Regions from separate parts of the Zea mays genome. Here regions 1 and 2 are each linked to region 3. A link is a contact called in public Hi-C data. All regions are on one chromosome and are shown on one strand. Each heading gives the region's core, a stretch centred on a gene start, on an enhancer-like site or on the middle of the called end of the contact. The rest is flanking DNA. Distances are from core to core; before and after follow the strand shown.

Evidence for each region. Hi-C and Micro-C count contacts between places; a contact is called where the count stands out from the background.
Region 1: a Hi-C map of leaf shows a contact between it and region 3, with 5 times the contacts expected there. The contact joins the enhancer-like site here to the promoter of LOC100281226 in region 3. A contact is called at or near these places in 7 of 25 Hi-C or Micro-C datasets (ear, endosperm, leaf and 1 more).
Region 2: a contact with region 3 is called in a Hi-C map of endosperm, with 4 times the contacts expected there. The contact joins the promoter of LOC100192534 here to the promoter of LOC100281226 in region 3. A contact is called at or near these places in 5 of 25 Hi-C or Micro-C datasets (bundle sheath, ear, endosperm and 2 more).

Annotation. Positions count from the first base shown.
Region 1 is chr8:101,026,798-101,030,564 of Zm-B73-REFERENCE-NAM-5.0, reverse strand. No RefSeq gene overlaps it. Among protein-coding and RNA genes, the nearest start is that of LOC100192534, 21 kb to the left of the region's middle. Within about 2 kb of position 2,249, at least 12 of the 20 cell types and tissues checked have an H3K27ac peak or open chromatin away from gene starts, as enhancers often do. A contact at or near this core is called in ear, leaf and tassel, where this site is marked.
Region 2 is chr8:101,047,804-101,051,684 of Zm-B73-REFERENCE-NAM-5.0, reverse strand. It overlaps LOC100192534 (putative O-glycosyl hydrolase family 17 protein), which reads left to right and starts at 1,927. Exons shown (of 3, transcript NM_001137753.1): 1 at 1,927-2,156. The coding sequence starts at 2,054.
Region 3 is chr8:100,887,893-100,891,888 of Zm-B73-REFERENCE-NAM-5.0, reverse strand. It overlaps LOC100281226 (ferredoxin-6), which reads right to left and starts at 2,406. Exons shown (of 1, transcript NM_001367190.1): 1 at 1,681-2,406. The coding sequence starts at 2,253. The coding sequence ends at 1,789.

The sequences.
Region 1 (3,767 bases), core at 1,000-3,499, 140 kb before region 3:
AGAATAGAACCTATGTTTCTCCAGGTCGGTCCTGCAGATGCTGGACACGGACACCGTCATTGACGTCTTGAGGAGACTTAAGAGGAAGGCCATGGCCACGGCGCTTCTTCGACTGTGCTGGGAGTAGGAACACCAAGAAAGTGGTCATGAACCTTCATTCGAGTAATTTGCATGCCCTAAAAAGGTCGACAACATCTATAAACTTATCCAATTATATCTACCCAGAAATCATTGATGTTCAGCAATCAACGTTTCTCATAATAAATCTTTTCTAATTATATATACATCTAGGAGAGTTGGAAATAGTTTTCCTATACATGCATGGGTACGCACACTAATAAATCTTATTCAAGTTTTTTTTTAAAAAAAAATCAAGAATGCGGCTAAGAAACCCAGAACCTTTTGTGGGTGAAAAACAACTTACAATTCCTTCCAAACTTGTTGCCCGTAAAATAGGCTCGGTTTCTCTCCCCCAAAAATTCGTCAAAAGGGCCTGAAGCACCGCAAGCAGGCACGAGAAGCTGAGCAAGAAGCATGTGTGATGTGTGCAAAACGAAAAGGTAGAAGCTCGTTACCTGGGAGCTCTTCTCGACAGGCATCGGCTAGGCGTCCCTAGCGCCACGAGCCCACGACCGCCTTAGCTTCTCTTCCTCCTCCGTGCGACGCTTGGTGCGTGTGGTCGCACTAGCCGTAAGCGATGCCGGTCTAGCCACCGGCAGTTTGATGACGTTTCTACTATACACGAGCAGGCGTCGACCTTCGTTGCCGGAGTGCGCGGGGTGAGCAGCCGAGCTGCCGCCACCGTGGCTCTTTGTCTGTGGAGGGGGACTCCAGGCCATGGCTTCTTTAGAATAATAAATAAATGTTTGTTGAGCCGCTTTGGCTTCTAGAACAATCGCGGCGTGTGGAGTCCTCAAGCCTCGTCCGTTGAAATAATATCGTGCGAACGCTATTTTTTTGATGATGTGGACGAACGTGGTTGCACGTTTGCGTCCCGCTTTGTATAGTAGAAATATCCATATATGGTTGTTGCCTCTAGTGGATTGTATGAGGACCGAACACGCAGTAACATCTTGGTGATTGATCTTGTCCTACAGTAGAAGCTCGGTTGCAATCGCTTTACGCCGCCTTCTTCATTAATTGCTCTGTATTCACGTTGCCTTTTATTAATGGGTTTTTTAAGCTGGTGTCCTCAGTTTTGCTGATATCCTCCCTTTCCTCTGTTGTTTCTTCAGACCTTATCCTTGCACGGTATCCTCTCTGTTTTCTGTTACGCTCCTCCTCATCTGATGGCTCTGGACATGGCGAATCATGAATCAGTTAAAATTTAGAAAATGGCAGGACCATGTAATATGAGAGTAACGCAAGTATAAACACAGTACATTCCTCGAATCTCCATATTCAAGACACATGAATTGTTACTATTGCTTTTTTATTTTAACCGTGTGTTGAAACTTGGTTGTAAAGTGAGGAGAGCATACAGTTTAGAAAAATAATAAAACAGAGTGCTGCTCAATGATATTTATTTAAAATTACATCTGAATCTCTACAGTAACTGAAACTGAAGAAAGCTCCTCTGTCAGACATATATGTAGTTTACCAAAAAATGCAGAATCCAGTGTTCAGCTATGTTTTAAAAAAATAAAATAAAACAGAGTGCATGAGCTATATATAGATGTTTATAAAAACGGACTTCATGAGATATAGATCATTACAAATGGTGGTCCCATATGCTGCTCAATGATATTTGTTTTCAAATTACATCTGAACCTCTACGACAAAAAAGAGCAGGACAATAACTGAAACTGAAGAAAGGTCCTCTATCAGACATATATGTAGTTTACAAAAAATTGCAGAATCCAGTTTTGAACTACGTGCTAAAATAAAACAGAGTGCATGAGCTATATATACATGACTGATTTATTTCAAATCGTACCGAGACCACAGGCACACAATATACAAATATTATATATATATATACACTATTGGAATTTGTTTGTAATAAAAGCTGCAGCTAAATTCATGGCGCAAGGCGTTGATTACAATTGCATTTAAAAAACATATAGCCAATAACAGGATTCAGATGACATACGGAATAAAAAAGGTGTTGCTTAGTCCGATCTGCTGTCGGATTTTGTGATTTTCACCTTATTAAAAAAAAGAGGGAGGTCAGCCAGGTGGGCCGCTAACAGGCCTGGTGGTCAAGCGAGCCCACCGGCTAGCACGTCCCTAGGGCAGCAGCGTTCAGCGGCTGGAAAGGAGAATGGGAGAGCAGGGGATTAAGGAGCGCTGGCGGCGGCGTGCAGGTAGTTGGTTTTAGCTCTTGCCGATCTCCACGCCGTGCTCGTGTGTAACCGCTTATCTCTCGGCTCCTTAAGTATGGAAACTTGCTCCCTACTGATAGTCTCGCCAAAAATCGTCAGCTCTCTGTTCTTCTTCCCCTCTCGGTTCAGTCACGGTTTGGATCGATTCAGTCGATTCTTGGTGTTCTAGTGTTCATCTTGCTAGTGGAAGAAGGTGGAGGTGGCACTGCTCGAGCGCAGTGAGGTTCTCCTGTGCTCTGTTGATTTAACAGTGCGCCTGTGTGGTGCTCTGTCTGTTCTGATCTCTGTCCGCCGTGGCCTGGTGCTTCAGCTCTCTATTGCGCGGTGTTCCTCTTATCGGGCTGGTGCCGTGGACATCTCCTTCGGCTCCGGCAGCGGCTCTAGTATCTCCGTCAACCCCCCGCCGTGTAGGCCCGGACGTGAGCGGCGGAATTGGTTTTCTCGGACAGAACCTTGTGTTCGCTGAGCTGGTCTTCCCACGTAGACAATCTATGTGCTGTGAGTTACCCGTTGTATCTCTATATTTATTGAGTAATTTTGTGCAATTTGCTAGTATTATTTACTTGGGTGTGATTGCACAATTTGTGGGCAGAGTTGATTGCTCGATGATAATAGTGGTGTAGTGAGACGACATGACAGTCTGAGTTTCAGTGTGTTGTTATTTTCAGCATTGATATTATTTATGTCTAATTATATCTCTATTTGTTGATGTTGTTTACCTGTGTCAAATTCTGCTATATTATTTAATTCACAACTCCTTACTATTAGTATTTATACTTGATTATTAGGCTTATTACATCTGATCTAAAACTCTGATTTGGTAAGATAGGACTGTCACGTTAGTCGAGGATCTTGATCACCCTTTAGCGTTGGAGGGCTGTCTAGTGCAGCAACCCGCTATTTTGAGAGAAATATTTTAAGATAAATAATAGTGTTTATGTGTAAATTCTGCCTCCTTCATCTGCAAGCCATGTTTAATTTCGAAATGGACCTGAACATCTATTTTATATGTTTACATGTCCTAGAATTGCTACTGTTTATTGTTGCTACAATTACATATGGCATTTATCTGAGTTATATGCCTGTTTTATTCGGAATTAAAATATTTAATATATTTAAATATGATGGAAGCATGTCACTTATTTCTCTAATTTTATAACACGATAGTGGTGTAAGTTTTTTGTAACACGATAGTGGTGTAAGAATCAATCTAGAGTGTTGGTTTTAAAGGGTGGGAGATAGTGGTGTAAGTTTTTTGTGTGCACTTAGCTTTGTTTTAAGTGATGAATTATATAGGGGAAGAGGAAGAGATACATATTGATTGCTCATGATGATAAATACAGATCAGGAGATAACTAATGTGACGGTAGATATAGGCCACTCAGGTTGGATCTATAGATGTCTAGAAATACGTGGTCCGTTAGCCCGACACGAAGCACGTTT
Region 2 (3,881 bases), core at 678-3,177, 160 kb before region 3:
CTATAAGCTACAAACAACATATCTCACTCTAAACAAGATGAAGGAAACCAGTGAGTTTCTATTGCGGTTAGGTGCAACATGGATCATTACGCTATATTTTGGTTGTAACTGAGTTGTCATATGGGCCAAATTTCACTGTTTTTCTTGGATCTAGGAGCAAAGGATGATCTATTGGTTTGTAACCTTTCTTGTATTAATAACTGATGATTTACACCTCCAGTTTCCTAACCTGAGGAAGCACATATTTGTCCCAACCCAGTAAGAACCACAATAGATTTGAGCAATAATAAACAAGTTTAGAACCCAGAAAAATGCCATATACTTGAAACATTACCATCAAATGATTAAACAACCAATAAATTGTTTTGAAAATGTCTAAGCTGTAGAAACTCCAGTCTGTGTCCAACTCTCATCAAGAACACCTCCTCTCCCTCCCTCCCCACTCTAGCTAGGCCTCCAACTCAGGACCCTGACTATGATACTATCAATGAGTTAATAGTTTGCCTAAAAGACTAATCTAAAAAAAATTGGTCACTCTGCAGCTCTGTAGCATCCCCAACATCCATAGCTGGTAGCCTCATACTAATACTAACACTATAACCAGCGGCTTATCTAAATAAATAATGTATGTGAACTCAGGTTTGAACAAATTAAAGCTCAAAGGGAAATAATAGGAAACTAAAAAATATACCAAGTAGTAGAAGTAATTGTTCTTACGATGTGGCAAAGGTGTCATTTCTCTAAGAAACTTCTTGACATTTTTGGAGAATGTCTTGAGTATTGATGTTTATTCTTTCTAAATGTCCCTGCAAAAAAAGCTATGCATATTGCTCCATTTTGGTCACACGACAGAAAACATGGTGGAGCACATTCGATTCATTTTTCGTCGGTTGTCTTTGCGTGTGCCACTGAAGATGAGCAAGAGTCAATTAACTAAATCAATCTATTTTTTCTAATCCCACTGAAGACGAGGGCCGTGTTGACTCTTTCACTCCCAGGCTGGCGGCGGGCCTTGCGGCAGCCGGCGTCGCGTGCCTGGAGGGCAGCGCGGGGCTCTTCTGCTGGGCCGACATGCGACGCCTTCGGGCCCCGCGGCGTCGTTCGAGGGAGAGATTGAGCTATGGAGGAAGCTGTCGTTCTAGGTCGCGGGCTCAACGTCTCCCCGGTCTCCTCCTGCCACTGCAGCGAGCCCGGTGGTTCCGCGTCTGCTTCGCCAACGTATCCGCCAAAACGCTCGACGCGTGCTCCAGCGCCTCGCTGACTTCGCGGAGGCGGAGGCCGCCCGGGGCCCCGCGCGCCGCTTGCTCGCTGCTGCACGGGTCTGAGGTCGGACGATAGCCGGTGGTCGGAGGTCGTGGCTGAGGGTGATGCCGGCTGCTGGAACGGGCCACGGGCGACGATGGGAACAGGGACCGCCAGGGGGGTACGACGGGCGTGGGGGCATCGCGAGCCGGGGGCGAGCGGGTTTCTCGGCGTCAGGCGCGGGGGCGGTTTCACCGCGGGGAGGCGGGGGATCGAGCGTTGTGGTCGCGGCATGCACGGGCGCAGGGTGGTCACGGGAGTAGGGAGGCGGGGGCATATGGACGGTCTACACTATTAACTTAATAGTTAGTAGAGATTCAAATGGATGATGATGATGAATCTAAACGCATATAGATCAAATGTGTTGCATTAATCTATTAATTTGCTAAAACGAATTTTATTTTAGGACAGATAGAGTATATCTAACTAACAAAACTAATGTGTTTAAGAAAACTAAAACGGTTTATATAATCTGGAATGTATTGAGTACTATAAAACCCTAGTATCTGTTTATAGAATGTACATGATTTTGTTGCCGATCGTGATCGTCCCCCATCCGCGCCGGCCTAGCGTCAGCGCCTATATATATACACGTATGACAGACCAGGCCGAGGAGGGATACATCATCAGTACATATACTCAGGTAGCGCAACCTGGCCTGGCCCGGCCCGGCCCAGAGAGGAGCGCGCCCATATCGCTTCCCTGAGGGCTGAGGCCGAGAGCGAAGCGGAGCGAGCACCGGACGAGAGGCATGGCCATGGCGCGGGCGGAGCTCCGCACCGTGACCGTGCGCTCTTCCCCGCTTCCGCGCTGCGTCCTCTCCCGGCTGCTGCCGTTGCTCCTCTCAGTCTCAGGTACGCCCCGATCGAGCCCGTTCTCTCGCTCGATGCTCATGCACATGTTCATGCATGGCGCTGCTAGCTTCTGCAGTAGTAGATGACGATGCGTCCTGGTTTTTAGAATTCTCGAGATTTTGGCCGCCCGGCCCTTGTGATTGACAGGCCATGCATGGAAAAATAAAATAAATTCTCTTTCTGTATCTTTAATCTTACCGGTTTCTTCTTCTCCGTTTCTTGTCAGCTACCGGCCGGTTTCCTTCTGTATCTTGAATTAGCCATTAGGTTTATGTTTTCTTACCCTTTCCTTTGTTCACCATGGTGATCCTAGACAGTGGCGAAGCTAGTAGTAGAGCAAATCAAATCAGCAGGATGCAAATGTCTTGAGGGTGTATAGTGATAATTTATAGGTGGTACATATAAGGTAAAAATTTAGTCTAAAACACTAGTTTTACAATTTTTTGTAGGTTCATGTGCATCTTGAAACCTCATATATATATACGTAGCTTCGCCCCTGATCCTAGATGAGATCATCTTGAAACGAACATCGCGAGTCCGTCGGTTACTTGAGCTGATTTTCAGCCGGCCGGTCCGAGACGACGACGCGTGGGTCCAGCTTACAGAGAAAACAAACTAGATCTCCGATCCACGTCATATACCTGTTGAAATCACGTACGCTACGCAGCCTGCTTATTTGACATTTCCTTGAATTTTTGCACTGGCTGCGGCATGCGATGCTGATGAAACTCCGCCGTGCCCACGGCTGTTGCGAGAGTGACGTCCGTCCTACCCTACCCAGTACCCACCACAAATGTGCATCACAAGCCTGTTTACATGTGAAAGGAGCTCCCTCGATATTTTTGCTAGCTCTTTCATTCAGATGTGTATATCATGCCGGCCTGATTGGCACGAGAGAGCTAGGAATAGGAAGCATTGATTAGGATGCCATGAGAGATACATCTCTCATAATACACTTCATTTCGGTTAAATATATTTCACCTGAATGAATAATTATGTAATAATATTTGTGAAACTTCTATATTAATTTAACCACCTGAAATATAGAAGTGGTTAAATATCCAGGTTAAAAATATTCATTTTAGGCCTAATATTCAAGCGGTTAAATATCTATGTAAGTTATAATGAACCAAATCTATAATTTTAGTATTATATATATATATGTAATAATTGTTGTCTAAAAACAACACTTGAATTTTAGCAGTAGCAACAACAACAACAAAAATATTTTGTCCCAAATAAATCGGGACAGGCTAAAATTTAAAAAACTCAATACGTACAATCCATAATCAAGATTTGAGCATATGGATTGCTTTTCATGCACTCTTAAAAGACTAAATCTTTTGATATATCACGTTCTTTTAAAGTCCTGTTTGGAATCTCTAGAGCTAATATTTAGTCAGCTACAAATTATTAGCTTGGTTGAGCTAACTAATGAAATAATTGTTAGCTATAAGGTAGCTAACCGTGAGTTGGGTATTAGCTTACGTGTGTTTGGAATCTTTATAACTAATTTTACTAATTAACTATTAGCCCTAAAGGTTCCTGATATGGTCTAAGTCACGTTATAATGCTTCATCTCATGTCTACTTGGGACTCCCTCTTCCTTTCTTCTTATTGCTTTTGCGCTTTAGGATCTCACTACACACTTGCGCCTCTCAACCGATGATAGACTATATTTTCTTTAGTTGATGCTACCCTAGCCTATTATGTATCATTATTTCA
Region 3 (3,996 bases), core at 1,157-3,656:
GTGAATGTGTGCCCTCGTAAGTTTGGCATTGACATGGCTGTGAGATGGAATTCTACATATCTTATGCTTAAACCTTTAGTTCCTTACAAGAAAACCTTTGGTGTCTTCATGGACACTAACTATCCTAGAAAACCAGGTGAGCCTAATCTGTTGACAAATTCACATTGGTATGTGGTTGAAAAGTTGCTTGAGTTTCTTGAACTGTTTTATGATGCTACTGTGACTCTTTCTAGGGTTTACTATCCTACATCTCCACTTATAATGCATAACATCCTTGACATTGTCCAGCATTTAAATCAGTATGAGAATGATGCATTGCTTAGACATGCTATTGCTCCTATGAAGTCTAAGTTTCTTAAGTACTGTAGGGATATTCCTATGCTCTATGCATTTGCTTTTATATTAGATCCTAGAGCCAAACTAAGGGGTTTCAACAATATCTTGAGATTATTATCTGGGCTATCTGGTACTAACTACTCACTTTACTATACTTGTGTGAAAAGTGAATTGTCTACAATGTTTAATAAATATGATCTGAAGTTTGGTGCAGTTAGGCAGCAAGTGCCTCCTCCAATTGTCACAGGTAAAAGAAAACAAAAGTGAGGATTGATTTATGCATCTGATTGTACCTCTGAGTTCTCATATCCTGGTTCTACCACACCTAACCTTGGTAGTGGAACATCAGCATTTGCTTTGCTTCAACAAGCACACTCTAGTGCTGGCCTTAGTTCACTTGACACAGAGCTATCCTCCTACTTAGATAGTGACACTTTGCAGAAGTTTGATGAGGACTTCAATATCCTAAGCTGGTGGCATGAACATAAGTTGTCCTATCCTGTTCTCTCCATCTTAGCTAGGGATGTTATTTCTGTTCTTGTTTCAACTATATCCTCAGAATCTGCATTTAGTCTCTGTGGCGGGATAATCGAGGAATGACGAAGGCGCCTAGCACCAGAAATGGTAGAGCTGCTTTTTTGCATGAAAGACTGAGAACTTGGTGAAGCTAGAGGGCAGCATTTACACAGGACCAAGAACTTGAAGATGCCTTTGAAGGACTTTATCTTGATGACCCTTAGGACTTTTATCTTCCTAGTTCCTACTCCATTCTGTTGATTTGGAAATCTGGTGATGTAAGTTGTAATATGTAACTGAAAAACCTTGACATGAACTATTAAATTAGAGCTGAGTTGTACTCTTTTTTTACTTTCTAGGGGTTTCTCACGAGAAGTGAGTTTTTACCTAAAAAGGTTTTTAATGAGGCAGCTATTGCACGAACAGCTCTAATCCTTTATTTAGGATCTACTATTTATCTCAACTGTGTGAATGTGCAAGTGTGAATCTGCGAATACTTCTGATCTGTATATTTCTGTGTATATTTCTGATATGTATATTTATATATATATTTCTATGCATATTTCTAATTTGTATATATTTCTAGTATTTGTTGTGCTCGAGCTGTCACAGGCTCCTTCATAGGTCGTGCTTTCCAGGCCAGCCCGACACGATTGGGCCTGAACAGTGGCGTGCTCGGCTGACTCTATCAGCCCGTCGGGCGGCACAGCCCGGCACAGTTAATGGTTCGGACTTATCCGTGCCGGGCTCAAACAGGTCGAGCCAAAACGTGCTCGGGCTGGACGGGGCGGTGCCGCCCTTTTTAGCATCTATAGTTGGATCCAATGATTTGTATGGAATTGTTGGAATCAATTATTCCTCGTATGGTATACAAATCAGTTCACTGCATTCGCCACAAACACTGACTGTCGCATATATAAGCGACCCAAAACTCTACTAGTACAGCTCCTCCTCCTTGTGGGTGTGGATGACGCAGTCCGCCCTGGGGTAGGAGATGCAGGTGAGGAGGTAGCCCTCGGCCGTCTGGCCGTCGTCGAGGAACGAGCCCTCCGACTGGTCGACCTCGCCGGCCGACATCTTCCCGGCGCAGGTGGAGCAGGACCCGGCGCGGCAGGAGAAGGGCAGCTCCACGCCGGCGCTCTCGGCCGCCTCCAGGATGTAGGTGTCCTCGGGGGCCTCGAACTCGTGCTCCGCCCCGTCCGGCCCGACCAGCCTCACCCTGTGCACGGCCGCGGGCGCCACGACGAACCTCCTGCTGGACAGACGCGCGCGGGGCAGCGCCTGCTGCCTCTTGTGGCCGGCGACGAAGGAGAGGGCCGTCTTGGGCGCCGGAGCGGCGGTCCGGTAGCTTGCCCCGGAGGATTTGGGGACGGACAATCTTGGGGCGGTGGCGGTTGACATTTTGGTTGCCAGGTGATCACGATGGATGGATTGGATGGATTGCTGGCAAGAAGGCGCAAGGGAAATGATGTCAACTAGACGAAGCGGGGCAGGGCTGGATCACGAGGGGAGGAGGTGGTTGCGCTTGCGTCGATTGATGATGCTGTGTACTACTACTGCGGGGGCGGGGCACGCGCACGGCGGATTTATAAAGGGCAGCGCCAGCGAGCGTCCTCTGGCCCTCCTCCCGTTGGGCTCGGCAGCTGGCTGGCTGGCTCCGACCCCAACGGCCCAACCCAACTGTGTCACTGCCCGCGCAAAAGCGAAAGGAACTGTGGACAGTGTGGGTCGGCACACGGCTGGCTCCTTGAGCGAAAGGCAAAGGCCGTGGTGACTGCCGAGAGCCGATCACGTGGACCTGTGTCCTTATTTTACGGTGTTGATGGTCGGGTTTCGTCGACAGGACAGTCCGTCCCTTCGTGGGGATCAGGGGGCGGGATGCCGGGATCAGCGCAGCCGACCCTTCAATAAGCCACCCACACACGCACAAATTTTCAGATCTGCTTGGATGTAAATACGAACCAGATGTGCGAATTTCGGTCCGAGTCGAGACTAGCATTTCTTTCTGTAAATATAAAAAATATTAAATTTTAAGTTCAAGAAACATTGCTTTGCCGTACATTCCATACACGTGTTTATTCACATGTTGTACATAGTTTCCTTGCAAAAAAAAATGTTGTATAGCTTCGTCGGATTTCAATTTCACATTCGAACTTGTTCACAGAATGTTTCTAGAATGTGGGCGTGAAGACCATCTGTGGCCATGTTCTCTTTTGTGGAACCTTATTAGTCCGAATTTTCCTCCCTCCATTCATAAATATATAACACCGCTGTTTTTTTAAAAAAACTTTAAACACTTGTTTTATTTAAAAAATAACGAGTTATCATTTTTTGTGATTTATTTTATCATTTAATCTAGTTTGTGCTTGACTCAAAATTTTACATTTTAACATAAATATTTAAATAAGACGACGAGTGGTCAAAGCTTTAAAAAAATCAACGTGACATATATTTATGAATCAGGGCCGTCTCTGAGTTTTTTTTTGTCCTGGTGTAAAACATAAAAATAGACGCTATGACCTATAGTACATAGTGATATAAGTAGTCTAAAATAGGCTCTTAATATTTGATATATTGTCATATTTTTATCCTCTCGTATTATCTATTTTGAGGTTAAGAATTTGCCGATCATTTTACAAAATATCAAACAATATTTACCTTCTTAAATTAATTATATTCAGAAAACTCAAAAAATTGGGCCCCAAAAAGTTGGAGGCCGTGTGCCGTCGTCTCATATGCACGGGGCAGTAGACGGGCCTGTTATGAACGGAGGTAGTATTTGAATAAGGCTTGGACTCTGATACAAATTTAGATAGAGAAGATGTCACCATCCTCGACAATGGTCACAGTTTACATAACTTTGTAACGAAATTTTTTGAATAGTTAAAAACTGTTTAGCACTTCTTTCTGTCAGTTCTTTCATAGGGTCAAAATTCTTTCTATCTCAATCAAGGGATCATAAGAATTTTTTTTCAAAAAAAAAAGGAAATAGGTACAAAGGTTGACAAAGAAAAGTTCATCTTGGATTCCATGGTAACATAAAAACTTGCACTTGTTCTCCTTGTACATGTTGCTGTATGCCTGTATGGCTGTATGATTGGGCGCACCAGCGCAGCAAGCGAACGAGATCGAACTCCAATAGGG